Regions from separate parts of the Mus musculus genome. Here regions 1, 2 and 3 are each linked to region 4. A link is a contact called in public HiChIP or PLAC-seq data. All regions are on one chromosome and are shown on one strand. Each heading gives the region's core, a stretch centred on a gene start, on an enhancer-like site or on the middle of the called end of the contact. The rest is flanking DNA. Distances are from core to core; before and after follow the strand shown. Region 1 has its middle 53 kb from the start of Gm30950. Region 2 has its middle 52 kb from the start of Gm30999. Region 3 overlaps Fancc (Fanconi anemia, complementation group C). Region 4 overlaps 1700024I08Rik (RIKEN cDNA 1700024I08 gene).

What was found. HiChIP or PLAC-seq counts read pairs in DNA pulled down with a chosen protein or histone mark.
Region 1: a contact with region 4 is called in an H3K27ac HiChIP or PLAC-seq map of embryonic stem cells, with 4 times the contacts expected there. The contact joins two enhancer-like sites. A contact is called at or near these places in 1 of 39 promoter capture datasets (the SN4741 cell line), 2 of 484 Hi-C or Micro-C datasets (both in uterus) and 6 of 115 datasets of contacts at active chromatin or transcription factors (astrocytes and embryonic stem cells).
Region 2: an H3K27ac HiChIP or PLAC-seq map of embryonic stem cells shows a contact between it and region 4, with 6 times the contacts expected there. The contact joins two enhancer-like sites. A contact is called at or near these places in 2 of 484 Hi-C or Micro-C datasets (cerebral cortex and cumulus cells) and 1 of 115 datasets of contacts at active chromatin or transcription factors (embryonic stem cells).
Region 3: an H3K27ac HiChIP or PLAC-seq map of embryonic stem cells shows a contact between it and region 4, with 2.9 times the contacts expected there. The contact joins two enhancer-like sites. A contact is called at or near these places in 1 of 484 Hi-C or Micro-C datasets (the G1E-ER4 cell line) and 1 of 115 datasets of contacts at active chromatin or transcription factors (embryonic stem cells).

Annotation. Positions count from the first base shown.
Region 1 is chr13:63,978,862-63,981,853 of GRCm38.p6, reverse strand. No RefSeq gene overlaps it. Among named protein-coding and RNA genes, the nearest start is that of Gm30950, 53 kb to the right of the region's middle. Within about 2 kb of position 1,328, at least 65 of the 459 cell types and tissues checked have an H3K27ac peak or open chromatin away from gene starts, as enhancers often do. A contact at or near this core is called in embryonic stem cells and uterus, where this site is marked.
Region 2 is chr13:64,002,239-64,005,425 of GRCm38.p6, reverse strand. No RefSeq gene overlaps it. Among named protein-coding and RNA genes, the nearest start is that of Gm30999, 52 kb to the left of the region's middle. Within about 2 kb of position 1,700, at least 74 of the 459 cell types and tissues checked have an H3K27ac peak or open chromatin away from gene starts, as enhancers often do. A contact at or near this core is called in embryonic stem cells, where this site is marked.
Region 3 is chr13:63,355,029-63,357,804 of GRCm38.p6, reverse strand. All of the region lies in intron 6 of Fancc (Fanconi anemia, complementation group C), which reads left to right. Among named protein-coding and RNA genes, the nearest start is that of Mir3074-1, 55 kb to the right of the region's middle. Within about 2 kb of position 1,489, at least 6 of the 459 cell types and tissues checked have an H3K27ac peak or open chromatin away from gene starts, as enhancers often do. A contact at or near this core is called in embryonic stem cells, where this site is marked.
Region 4 is chr13:63,718,435-63,721,187 of GRCm38.p6, reverse strand. All of the region lies in intron 4 of 1700024I08Rik (RIKEN cDNA 1700024I08 gene), which reads left to right. Among named protein-coding and RNA genes, the nearest start is that of 1700024I08Rik, 14 kb to the left of the region's middle. Within about 2 kb of position 1,472, at least 59 of the 459 cell types and tissues checked have an H3K27ac peak or open chromatin away from gene starts, as enhancers often do. A contact at or near this core is called in embryonic stem cells and uterus, where this site is marked.

The sequences.
Region 1 (2,992 bases), core at 79-2,578, 260 kb before region 4:
GGAAGGTAAGAGGAGGATGAGCGGAGGATCTGAGGTCACAAGGAAAATGGCAGCAGCTGTGTGCTGAAGCTTGTTTTACTTGTTTTCCTAATTGCACAATGCCTGGCCATCACAGTTCTCGTTCCCAACTTGATGACCAGACTCACCCTGGGATACTTGTTAACCATGTGCATTGCCAGACTCCACCCCAGACATGCTGGTGCAGTCAGATGGGGTCCTAGAATGTGACCTAGTGACAAAGACTGTCAACGGGTCTCTTTGGCAAAGACTGACCCTGTGCTGGCAGGTGGAGAATGTTGCAAGCCAACATTGCCACTTTATTGCTGGACCTTAGGAAAGCCATTACATTCAGTATCTCAGTACTCTTAATTTGTCTTTCTTCCCCTCTCTCTGTTTGATTTTTTATTTATACAACTTATCACAATCTGGCATTTTATTATTTAAAAATTTAAAATTTTATTTTTTATTTATGTGGGTTTGTATACACAAGTGTGTACCGGTGGCTGTGTAGGCCAGAAGAGGACTCCAGATCTCCTGGAACTGGAGTTATAGGTGATTGTGAGTCACCATGTGGATGCTGAAAATCAAACTTTTGTCTTTTGTAAGAGAAGCAAGTGCTCTTAATCCCTGGGCCATCTTTCCAGTTCCCTGACGTGTTATTACTTTATGAATGATTTGACATCTTCTGGTCCCTGTAGAATATAAGCCACTTTGTTCAGCCTCCACTGGAGGACCACAACAACATTGCTAAGGGCTCCTGCTACTGTTTTGTCTGTCCCTCCTCCAGTCTCCAACTAAATCTGGGTGATTTGTATAAAATAGTCGTTGGGGCAAGAATGGCTGGCCGGTCCTGCTGGCACCTCCTTCCTGCCTGTCTTTAGCTTCCAGGGACAGATCTTCACTTTTGTTAGTCACTCCAAATACCCCTCAGTTCCCAGGACACATTTCCTTGGGGTGTCAGTACTGTTTGTCTAGGGGTGAGGTAGAGGTCACACCCTAGTGATTGCTTCCCTGTCTACTCCCTTCCCTGAACTTCCCTAGAGCCTTTGAGTTGTATCCACTTGCTGGTCTAGAGAAAGACGTGAGAAGGGCTTTTGTGGTCGTTGTGCCCTGATCTGGGGTAGAAGGCAGGAGAAATTTCCTGGGCAGGAAGGTAGGCGCCTGCTCTGCTTCCTTGGTGGGGAGCAGCTGTGGGATGGTCAGGGGGAGTGGAGATGACTGGGAGGTCCTTGCAGGAGGGTTTGGGCTGCTCCCTGGGTGGGCCCAGCCAGCAGAGCCTCACTGTATTCTGTGCAGTTGAAAGAAAGCTGCAGGGTGGAGGGAACCTTGTGGCTCAGGGCCTCAACCACGGGTTATGCCACACATGGCTAAAGTACACAACTATTAGCAATCAAGGCAGGACCTCCCTGCGAGGGAAAATGACACAGGGGTTACTTCTCTGTAAACATCCCGGTTTCTTTTAGGGGTTGTCTTTCCTCCCTTTGAGAAGTTGCAAATGTGCCCATTGAGAGCTTCAGCTCTCAGCTCACACGTGGGGGAGGAGGGTCACACATAAACACTCTTCCAAAACAGAAAAAACCCCAAACACCATGGGGACTGCCAGCAGCCTGTGTCCCGAAGTTGAATCTGCTGGACACAGAGCACCAAAAAGTGCTTGAATAACAAAGGGGTTGCTGGGAGAACAACAGCATCCCGCAGCTGCTTGCGTGGATGAAGTCTTTTCAGCTGCATTGTCTGGGCACCTTTGTCTCAAGGGCTACTTTGAATAGAATATAGTATTTGAGCACTGCTGTGAGGGAACAAATTTAAATCACAAGGGTAACCTGGCAGCATCTTTGGAGGACAGAGACTTCGGGGCCTTTTTAGAAGCCTCCATCTTGCCAGTCTTCACAGCTTACATAGTTGTAAGTTGTTCCTCTCTACCTGGCAATTTGGTAGCAGTGGCTCTGGAAACATTTTGAACATTGTGTGAATGGCTAGTGAGCTTGTGAGCTTCAGAGACCCTCCCCCAGCCTAAGCAGTCAAGGCAGTTTCTGGGTGCTTTTAAGTATGGATGAGCCAGGGGCTCAATCAAGTCTCCTGCTCACAGGAGCTCACAGGTTTAACTCTCAAGTCACCTGATGACCCAGGCCTTAGCCTGTCTCATTGTTATCAGGGGAATTAAGGTTCCCGCTGGGGGTTCTTAGTCTTGGTAACAAAATAAGTTAAAAACAGAATAAGAAGGAAGCCCCAGGATCATTTATTAGAGTTTGAAAGAAAAACAACAGGGCTGGCAAGCTGCTAATCTGTGCAGCTGTTAGGATGGAGAGAAAGGTGGGAAAGTACGCCTTGTTGATTTAGGTTGGCAATGAAGGTAGCAAGCAGCTGCATGGTGGAAGACAGGAAGGGTTTCAGAGAAAAAAAGAGAGAGAGAGAAAGCCCAGAGTGTCAGGGGAAACAGAGATTAGGGTTTTGGCCAACATCTGAAAGATAAAGGTAGGAAGAAAAAAAAAAGGGGGACCTCGAGCTGTTTTTAAGGATAGTGCTGCAGAGAGGGGGTGGGTGGGTCTGGTACATTATCTCACTGAGGGCACAGTTATTTTTCCCATCTCAAACCCCATGGCTGGAATGCAAAAGTTCCCACCTGAGGCCCTCCAACTCGGATACTCTTAGAGCTTGCCTTTCGTGTTCATGGGATCTGCCACGGTGTGAATCTGCTTCTTTCCTCCCTGCAGAAAGGTAGCAACTGGACACCTCCCACAGTACACCCTTTTGCTCAGGGACACAAGCCTGTCTGTGCTACACAGCGGGTACCAGGGCTGAGCAGGAATGAAGATATGCACCAGGCCTTATGACAAATGGGGCTTCTACAGTCTCCTGGGTAGCCATACACATTTTTCAAATGTTCACAGATTTCTTTTTTCCATCTAAAAGTTCCTGGTTTTGAAAATATTGTTTAGACTTAAAATGCACCTTAGAGTCACTGTGCCAACCCGTGTGCATGCTCCTGTGG
Region 2 (3,187 bases), core at 451-2,950, 280 kb before region 4:
TACTGCAGAGGAGGCTCTGAAGATGGATCCAGACATTAGAGCATATACAGAGCTTCCAACAGTAGAAACTCAGATGTCTCATTAGGGGACACATGGATGTCTCCAGGTCATTGAGTGGGGTGTCAGGGCCAGTTCCTAAACACTCATCACTAATGATGTCAGAGCTTGTGTTCAGGGCTCCAACTGAAGGGTGATTTCAGCATCAGGTATACTAGCAGTTGGAACCGCAGCCATCTTCCAGCTTAAGGTTTAGAATTTCTGTTTTAGCAGAGGAGAGGCATGTGTGTTTCCCACAAGATGTTTTACATGTTGAAGTTGAGTGTTCTTGAGAAACGGGCTTTGCACTGGTGGATGACTGGGGGGTTCCAGAGCAATGTGACTGCTCTATGAGAAATACAATGTGAATACAGGGTCTTGTACTTCATCAGAACCCACACAATGCACAACGTCCTGAGTGATCCTTGTTGAGCTGGTGATACGGGGTAAAGATAGCATACTGCTGTGTGCTCTCATGAGAGGTAATGATAGCATACTGCTGTGGGGTCTTAATGGTAACAAATGCCCAACATTGGGTAGGAGGCGGGTGGTGGGGAATTGCATGTGTTAAGGCAAGGATATGTGGGGACTCTATGCTAAATTCCTTTATGTCATAAACTTAAAACTGTTCTAACATAAAATTTGTTAACAAAACACAATTAACCCTCAGAGAATGAAAAATTGTCTTTAAGACAAATTTCTCTCAATCTGTGTATTACATATGACCATCATATTTGGGAAATTATTGGAGGAATTTGGATATTGGTCTGACATTGAAATCAGCCTGGCAAAAATGAAGATATTCTAAAGAGACTTTTGTCTTTCAATCTGACCATCAGATAATTGAGACGATGTATCCCACAGAGGTGGGAATTTCTCCCGGCTCTCATGTAGGGAGAAGGAAAAGGCACTAGCTGAAGGGTGAGCTTGACTCCCAGAAAGAGTTCTCACAACTTGTCAGACCACATATCAGACACTGGTGGGTCAGTGGTGAGTCAGACCTCACATTGACTGGACTGCTGAGATGTGCACATCCTTGGCTCTTTATTTATATGTTGATCTCACTTCTGGATCCCAAATATGTACTTTATGGGTTTGCTGGATCTTTGTCCCTTTGCTGAATAAATCTCTGTTCTCTGCTTTGCTTTTTTAAATTTGGCTTTTTTGAAAAGTATGGCTTACTAAGAATGACTGGTCAGACTTGGGGTGTGGGTTGTAACTCCCAAGTCCAAAACCAACACTACTTTTGAAGACACAGCTGACCATATGGTTAGCCATGCTGCTTAGAAGCAAAGGATTAATGGCTCCCGGAGTGTGCACGTGGCCAAGGGGACACAGGAAAAACCCAAACAAATGGAAAACAACTAAATGCTCAATCTCCCTCAACTTTGCAATCACAAATACGATAAAAATCTGGTCAGTAATTGCCGATTTAAGACATTGCTCATCTGGTAGGAAAACACATGGATACAGGACATGCTGAACAAACACCGATGCTAACGAGGGCCTTGTTTGACTTTATTTCAGTGAGGTCTGAGGTTTCCCAAATCACCTGTGTGTTTCTGGGTGACCTGTGGGGTTTGGGATCAGGATATAAGTTGCTGACTGGTGAGCCCCACACAGACACCTCAGCCCTGTTCTCTGTCTGCACTTTGGAAAGGATTTTTGGACGCCCATCTGGGTCCTCCACAAACAGTCCCTGCCTGTTTGCTTTTCTAGTGACCTTCTGGTTATTCAAGTCTTTCTTTTCCTTCTGAGAGAGAAGGCTTAACTTTTTCTTTTCTTTCTTTTTTCTTTTTCTTTTTCTTTTTCTTTTCTTCCTTTCTTTCTTTTCTTTTTTTTTGTGTTATGATATGCTTTTCTTTATTACCGTTGCAGCTGAGAGGAATAAAAACTCTAAAGACAAAACAAAAGAAAGCAGAGCCCAGGAGAAAGCCCGAGGAGGAGGCAACTTTTGCCTGTTGGTGTGTCTGGGTGCGGCTGGCAACACACACATTCCTGGGCAGCTGTGGTGCTTGAAAACACAGGCTGTCATTTCCCCTGCATGGAGGCATAAACCTCCCAGCCATGTGGGTGGTCTCTGTGAAGACACAGCGTCTGTCCCATTCAGGAACAGCCCTCACTCCACGGAGAGGCCCCATGGCAGGCAGGATGTTTGCTGTTTAAATAAATAAACTGATCAGAGGCTTGCTGGCTGTGAAGGCTCCCTGCCCTCCCTTCCACAAGACAGGTCCTAAGGCAGAGAAAAGGCCCACCAACAGAAAGGAGCCACCAACGCCACCCACTGTGGCTCACCCTCCTCCTCCTGGTCCCTGACCAAATGGTGCCAGGCAGCCAGCAGTTGTGGTCAGCACTTGGCGATTGGAGGCAGCTGAGTGTGTCACTCTAGCTGCTGTAACCAGGGTCTTCTTAGAAATGCCAGTAAACAGGGGGAAACCCCCTCAGGACTCCACTGCCCTCCGATTTTGCCTAGGTGCTTTGTCCCTTGTCCCCTTTGTAGTAGGGAAGTTGAGGAGCTTGTCTGGTCTTTTCACCGGCTTCCCTTCCAGCCTACCTATTGATCAAAATCTTCCAAGAATCTCAGTCTTCACTATTCCAGCTTTAGCTCCAAAAGGAAACCTTGTTAGAAACCCAAATCCTGTCAGAAACCAGCTCTGGGACAGGCTCGAGTACTCAGAGTCACCTGTCTTTCTGGAGTCTCTGCACACAATGCTGAGTAGCTGGACTGTGCACATTTGAGAGCGGGAGTCTGTGGGCTTTATGCACCAGGGTCTTCCTAGATGCCTGGTGCCTGTCCAGGGTGCTCAATAACTGTTTATAGATGAACAGAGGAAGAGGACAGACATGGGAGAGATAACACGAGTGATTGGCCTTTGTCCTCTCATTCTTTTCTAACATTTTCTCTACCCTGCCCCATGCAGCCCCTCAGGGCTGTTGCTGAACAGCAGTGGGTCTTTGCTACTGATAGATGAGTAAGTGTCTCTCCTGCTGTGATGAGTTCTAGCGAGACAAAGATCAAAAGTAAAAAAATGTTGGCATCTTAACTCCACATAATCGAAGTAATTAAAACCAGAATCTGTGTTTTGAAGTTGTATCAGTTGAAGTTGGTATGTGCTAAGAGGGAATGGGTTCCTGGACAATCCAGCAGGGT
Region 3 (2,776 bases), core at 240-2,739, 360 kb after region 4:
ACTGCTCCTACATAGCTGTGTTATACAGCCACCTGCATAGGGATGGTGCCACCCACAGTAGGCTGGGCCCCCTCACATCAATTAGCATCTAAGACATCTCCCATAGACATCCCCACAGGCCAGTCTGATATGAGTAATCTTTAATTGAGACTTCCTTCTCAGGTGACTTTAAATTGTGTTAAGTTGATGGTTAAAGGTAAGTAGGAAATTATCCTAAAAACATTAAAACTATACACCAATTTTATTAATTGACCACAGCTAAAAGACAAAATGTGTTTATATTTCATTGGACATTTTCCAATATAAAAAGAAACAAGTTTTATGTATGCACAAGCATAGGAAGACTATGTAAACATGCTTAGTAAAACAGTCCAACACAGAAGCAAATATGTTTTTATTCTATGGATATGAAGTTCTAGAATAGGCTGATTCATTGGGACCTAGAGCAGAGCAGAGATCAGCAGCAAGGAGGAGAGAAAGGGAAGTTATGTTTAATATATTTAGTTTGTTGAGAGCAGTAGAAACTTTTGGATAAATAATAATGGCGAGAAGATGGCATGTGAACATATTTAGTGTTAGTCACTACCGATATATGGCTAAATGATAACTTATTTATGTTTTACTGCAATGAGAAAACTAAAGAAAAAAAAGTGTGCCACTGCATACTCAAGTGAAGTTTCAACACTTACATACATTGATCACGAGTGTGTGAACTAATGGAACCACACTGGTAAACAGTGTAGTAGCTTATTACTGAGTGTGGTATACCCTGCAAGATGGCTCAGTGGGATAAGTGCATTTGCCCTAAGCTTGGTGACCTGAGTCTATCTCTAGGACCACCATGGAAATGCCAGGGCTATGTGCAAGTCATTGCAGAAGAGACAAGTGAATGGACAGTAAACATGAAAGGAATGGCAAGCGCATGCATGACTTCAGAAGATGGCACAGTAGAGAGCCTCAAATGTTTTTCCTCCATTGGGTAGTAAGGACACAAAGAACAAAGCCAAACCAGCTAATCACAGTATCAGAGATTCTGCAGTACTGGATACAGACACCAGAGGGAGCAATGATCACTGGCTCGTGTAACTAAAACAGAGGACATTCATTCCTGTGAGGCTTCCCTGCATAAAGTGAGCAAGACTGGAACTCAGATGTCATCCGTGGCAGTGAGACAGTAAGAGCAAGCTGTATGCTTTCTACAGCACTCTCATTTTATACTTTAGTTTACACTCATTTTTACACTTACTTTTAGCTACTTTAATTGGGTTTATTTTCCTTTAAAAATTCGAGTATATTTATTTGTTTGAGTATCTTTTCCTGTTCATATATTTTAGGACCATTTAGATAGTGACCCAGAGATTATTTATTTCTGATTATTTTTAAACTTAATTTGACAAGATCTCATGTATGAGGCTGGCCTCAAACTCACTGTGTAGCCGGGATAACCTTGAATTTGTCTCTGCTCTGCAGCGCTGGGGTGACAGGTGTCATCACACACCACCACACCCAGTGCATGTGGTGCTGAAGGTCAAAGCCAGAGCTTTGTGCATCTAAATAAGCGTGCCACCATCTAAGCTGGGATCTCAGTAGATACAAGGACATACGAAGACTGAAAATGAAAGGATGCTGTGGATGGCTGTGAGAGTAACACACACACATACACACACATATGCCACATAGCAAAAAAAAGCCATATATATATACACCATACAACTATTGTAAGAGGTAAAGGATGTTACAGAAGGAGAAAAAGGTCTCTTTTCTAGAGATTTAAGCTGTAAACAATTGAACTTAGCAACGGAGTGCACAGATACAAAGTACACATAGAAAGATTGGTGGAGAAAACATAAAATAAGGAGAAAGGGATCCTACATTCTACATTTCACTTTGAATAATGCTTTTTTTTTTTTTTTTTTTGTAATAAAGAATGGTAAGTGAGCCGGGCAGTGGTGGCGCATGCCTTTAATCCCAGCACTTGGGAGGCAGAGGCAGGTGGATTTCTGAGTTCGAGGCCAGCCTGGTCTACAGAGTAAGTTCCAGGACAGCCAGGGCTACACAGAGAAACCCTGTCTCGAAAAACAAAAACAAAACAAAACAAAAACAAAACAAAACAAAACAAAACAACAAAAAAAAAGAGTGGTAAGTTGACAAGACCTAGGGTGGTACTAACAGCCAGTTCACCCAGTAGATATATGTGGAGCACCCCATATAATAATAATAATAGAACACACATTACTCTCTTAGAGTATTCTTCAGGATAGGCTACATTTTGGATTACAAAACACATCTTAATAAATTGAAGAAGACTTAAGTCGTATCAACTGTCCATTTTGATCACTGTGAAGTAAAACTGGAAAGTTTACCAATATGTAAATCAATACATTTTAAAGCAGCTAGTGCTCAAAGAAATGATACATTTAGAAAATTACCTTGAGAGAAATGACAGTGAACATGCCACATGCCAGCACTTGCAGGTTGTGGCAAAAGTTAGGATATTCATTAAAAAAAAAAAAAACCTGAGTTAGAAAGAGGCAGCAGATTAGAATAGCCATCAACAATAGAGAACAAAAAATAAAAAAATCAAAACTGAGAGAGGTGTGCAGGACTTAGTCTTGGGCTGTGAGATATCACTAAACAGCTGTATGCCAACAACTAGGACAGTCTAGAATTGGAGGCTGTTCTAGAAATATGCAAGTCTTTAAAAAGTAAAAATATGAGCAGATTAAGTCAGGTGTTCAAAGCCTCCCAACAAAACCCCAAAGATCAAATAAATGGC
Region 4 (2,753 bases), core at 223-2,722:
TGGATGTCTGGAACAAACCCTGATAACATTTACTCTTCCACACCCTGTTAGCCTTCTGCTGTGGCCTCAAATGGTTCTCCAGCCAGTCACAGACTCCCAGGGCCCAGCTGTGGGCCACACTTCATATAGTAGCTCCCCAGGTAGGGCGTAGGTACACAACTTACTAAGTTGTATGCAGACCCCAGCCAGGTCACAGAGAACCTAAGGTCCAGAACTGGGCCTGGGCACTCTGATCATGTTTTCTACGTTAGCAGCCACCAGTTCAGTAGTATCCACTACTTGACATCTTGAAGAATTCTGGTCATATCCAGTCTGGGACGATAAAGGCAGAACAGCTGGCTCTGCTTCACTACAGCTCTCAAATGAAAGAACCAGGTGTCACTTCTATTATTCAAATGCCTTGTCTCTACCCAGCACCCCTTTCCATTGTTCAAGATCCTCTTTGGCCTCTGAATTTCACAGTTGCCAACCCTAGTTAATATGGCTGCCTTAGTTTTTCCTTACTGAAACAGATGCATCAGAGGATCAAAACTTAGAGCAAAACGGGTTGTTTGGGCTTCCAGTCTGTGGTAGCTTCCTCTGTGCCTGTGGGAGCACCTCATGGCCAGGAGCACTGCTTATCCCACTGGAGAGACAAAGGCGTAGGTAGCCCCTTCAACCAGCACACTACAGTGACCTGATTTCATCCCACTAGACCCTACTTCTTAAGGTCTGCACCTCCCACAGATGGGGGAGGAGGGGAGAGGCATTTAACACATGGGCCTTTGGAGACCACAGCAAAGCTGACTGCTTTGCAGCCATGTTGACTTCTGGAAAGCACCTTGTGGAATGAATGTTCTTCCCAAGTCACGGTCTGCAGTTGCCTGACTGTCAGTATCAGTTTAGATGACATCTCACCATCCTTTCCATCTCTTGAGGGGGGATCTAAAATCTACACCAATGACTGGAGTTTCTACAAAGCTCGCTCCTGTTTAGCTCAGTGCTGAGTACAGTCAATCCCCTTTAGTTCCAAACTGAGATCAGAGATTCCCAAGACATATGGCATGAAATCCTTTAGGGAGCTTTGACTTTTCCTTTCTCCTTCAGAGTTATAAAGACAGGGCTGATGCCCGGGAAGGCTAACACTCTCCAAGCAGCCCATAGTATCCACAGTAGGGTGGAGATCATAGTCCCAGCCCTTCAGCAGACAGGGCTGGCCACAAGCAGCCATCTGGACATCCTGTAACCCGAAACACATACTTTCAAGAGGGGTGCAAATGACAGTCCAGCAACACAAATAATTTGCCCCCAAATGTTTATCAGCTCCCTGCCACGGCCACTTCCATTTATAGCTTATAAATGGTTATTAACTGGCTCCTTCACATCTGATAAGCAGCCCCAGAACAGGTGGCCAGAAGGGTGGGTGATTAGAGGCCTCCTGGGAGGCGTTGTGCGCTTGCCTGTGGGTGGTCTTCCTGCCTGAGGCCAATGCCCACATGAGAAGCCATCGAAAGCCTCCAATTTGCAAGATAGCAGTCTGTTGTCTGCTTGTGTATAGCTCTGTCCAAGTTACAGCTGGCTTTGCTTTCTGACCAGCAAATACTGCCAAGAAGGGTTGAAAGTTCAGCATTCAACCCCCCCCCCTCCAAAACGCATTCCCTTCCCCTTTTAGTCACAGTCAAACAGTCCGCCCAGCTCTTGCTTCAAGGGTTCTTTAGAAGGGCTTAAGTAGATCTCTATGCAAACCCAAGCCAGGGTACAGCAGACAGAGATGGCTCCCAGCCAGAAGCAGAGAGGTACCATCAAGGATTTGGTTCTCTGCTGAAATAAGCCTTGCAGGTCCCCACAAACCTGACTTTCTCAAACAGAGACATCAGCTCCCAGGAAGGAGAGATGTTAGGCCAGGATTTCTGAGCCTCAGAGTTGTGGACATTGCAGGAGCCATGCCTTGAATCTGAGGATGTTGAATACAGCCCTGCCCTTTGTCCTAGACACCAGTGGCAGCCAATCTTTATTAACCATGAAAGTTGCCTCCTGATACTATTGGGGGCAAAACTATTCAGTTAAGAACACTCTGTTAAAAGGTGTCTAAGAAGTATAAATGAACTTAAAAGGTTATGTCCTGAGTTCCCTTAGCAGGCTGTAGAGAGTTCTTGATGCTGGGGCACTGTGTAAAAACAGTGTAGAGCAGACCTCAGGAAGTGTCTATTAACGACCAGGAACATTCTGACAAAGTTATTGCTCTTGAAAATAGGAAGTTACCCAGTGTGTTGGGTCATGTCTGATTCCAGCATTTGGAGCCTGAGGGAGGAAAAACACCATCCACTAGAGGCCAGATAACGGCTAAATAGTGATTTCCAGGGTAGCCTATGCTACAGACCAGAGAGAATAGGCAGGTAAAACAAAAACAAAAACAAAAACAAAAACCTAGCTCCCTATTCCTTATGATAAAATTTGGAGGAGAGCAGGGTTCATCGATGTAGCTCAGTGGGTCAAAGGAGCTTGCCACAAGCCTAGCCTAGTGGTATACTTCTTTAATGCCAGCACTTGGGAGACAGAAGCAGATGGATCTCTGTAGAGTTCCAGGTCAGCCTGGTCTACATAGCAAGTTCTAGTCCAGCCAGAGTCACACAGTGAGACTGGAGGGAGGGGGTGGGGTGGGGGGGAGTGGCCAGTGCTGGTGGGGGGTAATTGCCTCCAATCATGATAATCTGTGTTCAAGCCCAGGGACCCACATGGTGGAAGAAGAGAACAAGTTCTCACAAGTTGTCTTC